Regions from separate parts of the Sus scrofa genome. Here region 1 is linked to region 2. A link is a contact called in public Hi-C data. All regions are on one chromosome and are shown on one strand. The core of a region is the stretch at or near the end of the contact, and the rest is flanking DNA. Distances in the headings are between cores, read along the strand shown. Region 1 holds the start of CTXN3 (cortexin-3). Region 2 overlaps LOC106509550 (a long non-coding RNA gene).

What was found. Hi-C and Micro-C count contacts between places; a contact is called where the count stands out from the background.
Region 1: a contact with region 2 is called in a Hi-C map of skeletal muscle, with 4 times the contacts expected there. The contact joins the promoter of CTXN3 here to the enhancer-like site in region 2. A contact is called at or near these places in 5 of 47 Hi-C or Micro-C datasets (embryonic fibroblasts, heart right ventricle, psoas muscle and 1 more) and 1 of 2 datasets of contacts at active chromatin or transcription factors (skeletal muscle).

What each region holds. Positions count from the first base shown.
Region 1 is chr2:130,594,855-130,598,191 of Sscrofa11.1, forward strand. CTXN3 (cortexin-3) reads left to right here and starts at 1,672. Exons shown (of 2, transcript XM_005661613.3): 1 at 1,672-2,507.
Region 2 is chr2:130,523,117-130,526,536 of Sscrofa11.1, forward strand. All of the region lies in intron 1 of LOC106509550 (a long non-coding RNA gene), which reads left to right. Among named protein-coding and RNA genes, the nearest start is that of CTXN3, 72 kb to the right of the region's middle. Within about 2 kb of position 1,750, at least 6 of the 83 cell types and tissues checked have an H3K27ac peak or open chromatin away from gene starts, as enhancers often do. A contact at or near this core is called in skeletal muscle, where this site is marked.

The sequences.
Region 1 (3,337 bases), core at 422-2,921, 72 kb after region 2:
AACAATACTAATTCATGGTGTTATGTGGTAAAAAGAAAGACTGAATTAACACCCAGGAATAATCCTGGGGTCCTACTGGATCAGAGAATATAGCATATATGATCTATGAAATCATCCAATTTCATCACCATTTCGTGTTTGAAACATGAAAGAGCTCTGTGTAGCCTTCTATGCTCCTTGTTTAAAGCTGGACCAGAAAGCAGAAATTTAGGAAGGAATTCAGAGAAGAGCTGTAAAGATGATTAAAGACTACAGAAACAGGACCTACTATGAAATGGTCAAAGACATAAACTACACAAAGCCTCATTCATTGTTTCAGAATTCAGGATAATTGACATAATGTAAGTGTGAGGGAGACGAGCCATTCCAATTATAATTATCTTATAAAAGCAATATCCAAACTTGGCTGGAGGGTCTTTGCAGCAGCAGATCTTCATCAAATGTTCTTGTCTTCACCTAGTTCGGATTCCTGGGGGGAAGCGCATTCTAACACAGTGGTTAATGACTGCAGCAAGGATGGAATAAAAGAAACATGCCAACTCATTTACACAAAGTAAGCAATGGAGGAGTCAGTTTAAACAGAAGTTGTCTCCGGGCGTGCGGGGGGGTGGGGGGTGGGGGCAGGGGTTGGAATCTACTGCTCTGGGGAGTTTTAAAAATAGGCCAGGCCCTCATCTCCCTGGGATGGCCTCAGCCTGTGGAGTAGCTAGGGAACAGCCCCTCGTGTTCCCTGCCACCTCTGCAGGGCTACAGGCTAAAACAATATCCGAGGGGCCTCCAGGCTGGGGGAGCGCCCGCAGTAACCCATGCTCATTTCTAACTAGAGTCCTTTCTTACCACAAGGAACAATAAGTGTGTAAGTGAGGGAGGGGTCAGAATGTTCCCTGAACCCAACTCTGCTGGCAGTACTGAGACAGGGTGCTCCATTCACCAATACCATCGGCTGAAAAGGGTGAAGGACACCAGTGAGCACTGAAGGGTAGTGCTCTGCTGGGTTTTATTCATCCCATTGTTTTCTTTGTCTCTGTGTGTGTGTGTGAGAGTGTGTGTGAGAGAGAGAGAGAGAGAGAACACATTAAGTTACACTAATTGTAAAAGAAATTCAGCTAAAAATCTGGAAGACATCTGGGAAAGCAATCTTGGTGTTCTTGTGAGGTTAGGTTCTAATGGCAAGCATTTGACTCTGACATGAGATTCTAACACTTAGCATTTGATTTTTCTCAGGCCTGAGGCTTATCCAGGATTGCTGTCTCTCGCTAGCAGATGGGGGTTTTCCTCTCCGAAAACGAGCCCCGTTCTAGTCCCTAGAGCTACTGGGTACTGGCCAACTTCTCGCAAGCGCTGAAGAGACAGCAGAGATGACAGGCACAGGCAGGGTTGGCTTTAAATATCATGCACCCCATCATTTGGTGGGTGGATGTTGTCACTGAGAGTGCTTCCACTTTAACAAAGAAAGTGGTGCGTTGCCAAAAAACAAGGATGTTTCGTCTTAAGGATGATGCTGAATTATTTCCAGAGAAGCATTTTTTTTTAAGATGAATATTATCCTAAAATATTTTCCAAACTTATTTCGGCACTTGAGCCAAGAAAAATAAGTCTTATGTCCCATAACTAGAATCTTTAGAATGAGAACAACTGGCAACAAAGATCCATCTTGATTCATCGAGGGGTCTCGGATGGCCTGTGTGGGGCAGGGTGCCTGCCAAAGTCACAGTTACGCAGGCCAGCCAAAGGAGACCATGGACCTGCCAACCCACAGCCTCGTAACTTTACAAACAGATGGTGAAAATAGGATGTTATTCTTTTTTAATTGTTCCTTCCCCATTGCCTCCCGTAATTGCTGCTTTTCTGAAAGGTCAATTTTGTTTTCTTTAGGAAAAGGAGTCTTTGCTTCATCTCCCAAATGTGAAATTGATGCCCTACCCTAGACGCCTTCCCATTAATTAAGTTGGCCTGAAGGTCATAAAGCGTAATCAATACGGAGGCTGGTTGCTGCAAGGGGCTAAGTGACATCCCCAAAGAGGACTAGTGTCAATACTCAATAGAGAAAAGCAGACCCCCGGTAGATTTATGGCTTTGATTTTGAAAAGGTGTGGGAATGCCCTGGGATGTGTTCACCCACACTCCTTTTGAATGTTAATGTTTTCTTGAAGATGATTTCAGACACACTGCTAGGATACTGCCTCTACTCACTGAAGCAGAAGCCTCTGAAGAGTTGCTGAGGCAGAACTGAAATCATGGCTCGTCTCAGAGAAGCAGCTGTACTGGCCGCTAAGGATGCCTCACACAGAAAGACGATGCTCCTTTAACTCGGGGCTTTTAATGGGAAGTTTCTAAGCCTGAAACAACAGCTTCGGATCTGGGGTGTGCCATCAGCTGCTTGCAGCTACCACTGTCTACAGCTTTAGCACAAGCCTGGTCGGGAAGAATGGAAACGAAAGAGGCTCGTAACTACCTGTAACTGTTCCACCAGGAAATGGATCAAGTGTTTGTTCAACCAGATCCAGGTATTTGTCCAAAATCTGTTTCTGTGATGGGCTAATTATATGCTTTTCTCGAACTTTACAATTTATGCATGAGCCAGAATCGCATGGATGACATTTGGATCCAAGATCTGAATTTAGATCTAGCTGTCAGATAAAGTCTAATTAAACAATTGCTAGGCAAAGTTAATGCCAGGGGGGTACAATGGAAAAATGCTTAATTGTAAAGCATGCTTAAGTTTATAAGGCTGCTGCCACTGGGTAAGGGAGCAGTAAGAGAGGCTGTTTTTCTTTGCTAAGCTGCAGTAAGTTTTGCCTAAAAGCTATTGCCCACTACATTATTTTTTCCCCGTTCACTTAAAACATCCAACCTTCCAAAAGGTAACAGGGATGTTTTAATTTGTTTATAAAGGCTCACAACCCAACAACTCATAATGACAGTGCTGCCCATCCCTGGAGATGAGCAGTGTGGAGCCCTAGCCCTTTGAGCTCTCAGCAAGCACCCTTTTTCACTAGGAAACACACAAGGAAAGGGAAACGAAAATAGAGTAGAACAGTGAGGTTTACTGTTTGAAGTTAAAAGTTCCAGTTTGCTAGTGGTGCCTTTTGATACTCCCATTTACAGACTGGCACTTGCACAGTGTTTTTCTGACGCTCTTGGCCAGGCTGCAGCCTAGCCCTGCAGTCCCTTTAAAACTCTCTAAGCAGATGTTAGGGGGAAGTCAAGCTGAGGTTAAGGCTCAGGCTGAAGACAAAGGTCTCTTGCTGACCCAGAGCTGACAAGCACGGTGACAAGTACCGGGTACCACAGGGTCCACTCCTAAACCTAAGCAGATGTGTCTGCAGGCTGACTT
Region 2 (3,420 bases), core at 500-2,999:
GAAAAGGCCACAGACGACTCCTTCCCCTTTGCAGGAGCGCGTCTGAGATGTGACCTCTGCTGAACCCATCTGCTGGAAGGCGGCCTGGCAAGGTGGCAGGGCCATGGGCCAAGCGAGGGCAGGCATGTCAAGGTGAAAATGGGTACATATAAGGGACACTACTCATTTCTCAGGATTCCACATAATCCTTTATATGAATTCGACCTGCTTCCATTCCAGTAACTGTCTCATTCCATAACTGTTTAATCTGAAGGCGTAAGAGATATTTCTCTGGAAAAATACTGAGCAATCAGAAGCCCTTCCCTCTTTCCTCAGCTCCTGCCCCATATAAAGATGGAGCACAGGCGTTTGTAGATGCTGAGGCAGGGGAAGCTGGTGTGGGCAGTGGGCGAGGCAAGGTGGGGTACAGAGGAAAGACAGGCTGGGAAGGCTCAGAGAAGGTCATTGGGAAGGACAGAGGCTTCTTTTCTCAGGACTGCTTAAGATACACCCTCCTCCCAGAGGCTAAGCCCTCCTGGGGGAGAAAGAGAAAATAACAGCCAAGAAAACTTTGCATGCAAATCACAGACAGAGAAGAAAGAATATGTATTTGTGTGTTACGTGTGGATGTTTGCGCATGTTTGTGTCAAAAAGAGAAAATATATACTGTGCCAATCACATTCGGGAGCAGCATCTTAGATATGACTGGATATGTGAAGTTACTCAGAGGACTCTGACATCTTAAAACAGTGCACTTCATAAACTGTCTTTGTTACTTGAAAAAAGAAATCTCGGTGCTCTCATCGTGGCTCAGTGGAAACGAACCCAACTAGTATCCATGAGGACGTGGGTTCCATCCCTGGCTTTACTCAGTGGGTTAAGGATCCATCATTGCCATGAGCTATGGCGCGGCTCAGATCTTGCATTGCTGTGGCTCTAGTGTAGGCTGGCAGCTGTAGCTCTGATTCAACTCCTAGCCTGGGAACTTCCATAGGTCACACCTGTGGCCCTAAAAAGCAAAAAAAAAAAAAAAAAAAAAAAAAAAGGAAAGAAAAAGAAAAAGAAATTTCTATGAAAGTGAATTCACAGGAATCATGATAGACTTTTTCAGCTTAAGCCAAGGGACAGCCTCCTTAGAGCTGCTGAATGGTACATAGGAAAGCTTGATATCAAAGTAGGTTCACAATAAACATTACTATCTTCCTCCTTTATTTCATCAAAAGGAATGATAGAAACAAAGGCAGGTAGGAGGGAGAAGAAATGGGGAAAGAGGGAAGGAATCTAAAGTTGGAGAGGAAGAATAGTTTCCCTCAAAAGACTAAATACAAAAGACTAAATACAAAAGACTAAATAATAAGACATGGATGAAATTCTGCATTTAAATAGAGATACTTGTGGACATTTCAGGCCGTTTTCCACAGCCCATCCTGTCAATTCCCTAGTATAGGAGGCTTTTTAAATCTTAGACTTTACAGCCAATTCACTCTGCTACACCGATTGCATAGCTTAAAAAGACATGACACCCCCTGCCCTGCCACCCCACTGGCCAGATTGGAGGTGTCTTTCTATGCTGCTTATCTCTGAGTGTTTGTTTTTAAAGGGAAAAGAAGTTTAGCAGCAGTTGTGAACTGTACCTTTAAAAACTAACCTTTGAAATCAGGCTGTGATCATCTTGACCTTCACTGGACCGTATGATTCTCTAGAAGTCCAGACGCGTGAATAGATCTCTTTGTGTGCTCAGCCCTCGTCCAAGCCAAGCCAGCCTGGGTTTTGTTTTGGCAAGTCCACGAGAACGCCACAGACAAGTCGGTTTTGATTTACAGATACCCGTAAGGAGATGTGATTCCTTTCCAGGAAAAGGGCACGGTGGCTAATTTGCTTTAATTTATATACACAGGGCTCTTTTAGCAGCTGGGACTGCAGTTGGGCTTGGTCAAAGTGGGTGCTTCGGCAGGAAGCATGGCTCCCAAATGCTCAGTGGGAGACTGTCCATCTGGAAAGACACAGAGGCCAGGAGGTGGCAGGTGAAAATGGACAGAGGGAGAATTCAGTGACAGAAACCTCAACATCTCACCGTAAAAGTTTCCAAATTGTATTTCTCTGGATCTGGTTTTCTTTGCTTTCGTTACTTCCTGTTTTTCAGGCACAGGTGGCACTTTTGCCTAGACACTGCTGACTGCTACGGTTTTTTCTGACATGTGGTTTTTGATTGGATTAAGATTTCTATAAAAACTAGGTTGATGTGGCCCAGACAGCATAGTGTCAATTTTCCACTTGTGTACGTGGTTCCTCTTCATGTCATAAGTGAAAGGTATAATGTCACCATCCCCAAAGCCCAACAACATGTATAGGGGCCCCAGAACTCTTTGGATACTTGAACTTCAGTAAGTTTAAGCAAAGAGAAAAATGGGCAGTATCCTTTGGATCGCTAGGACTCCCCTCTAATAGGAGGTCACTCAGCCGCTTTGGCCACAGGGCTAGAAAGGCGGAGCACGGCTGCCTCAGTTTCCAGGCTGGCTGGCTGGGCACGGATGACAATTTTGGCTTGGCCATGGGATGAACCTGCAAGCCCAGGGAAAAGTCTGTGCTGCTCAGAGGGGACCTTAAAGAAAAGCATCCGCTGCAGCTTTTCCAGCCCCCATTCTGCACATTTGTCCTTTGTTCCCTGACAACCCAGAGAGACAAAGGGACTTCTGTCCTTTGACGGGTTGGCCTCCCCTCCGTGGAGCCTTCTGCTCCCTCTCCTATTCTCCACTCCATTCAGACGGTTCCTGGGACCGGAAGGTGATAAAAGAAACACATTTCAAAGAGCGAAAACAAGCATCCAGGAAGGATCTTGCCATCAGGTTGAGACAAATGAAAAGCCCAGGCCTCTAGTTTCTCCATCTGAATCTGGAGCAGCTGAGGAAGAAACGGTGGCTCTGAGCAGCTGTCAGCAGGTGCTTCAGAGGTGGAAGCCTGGGGGCCAAGACACCTCCCTCTTGGCTCCGTCTCTGGTCTGGAAGACTCTAACCTCCCTCTGTCCCATGTCAGTTTCCTCTCCTGCTTGTTGACACTCTTACTTTCCCTCTTTCCTGTCTTTGCTTGTCAGTGTTTATCTTCTGCTCAAAACTCCCCACTCCCATCACCTTCCACCTGCCCAGAAGATCCGCTCAAGTTTCAGCTCTGTATGTAGCCCCCTCTCTAGAGCAGGGAATCCTGGTAATGGCTCTCCCTCAGTAAGGGCTTTTCTTAGGCTTTTTATCTCGCTCAGGGGTTCCCTCCCCTGTGAGGTGCTGTGCTCCTTAGGATAGGCTGATGGTTGCTGTACGCAGTCCCAGCCTTGCAGCGAGGCTGCTTCTTGCTCTCATGCAGAGTGTGGAGCACATGTTCCTGGCTGACAGCATCTCCTGGGGAGCTCACCTTCAACCGGTGGGTGCCTTTCATAATGTGCCTTCCCAC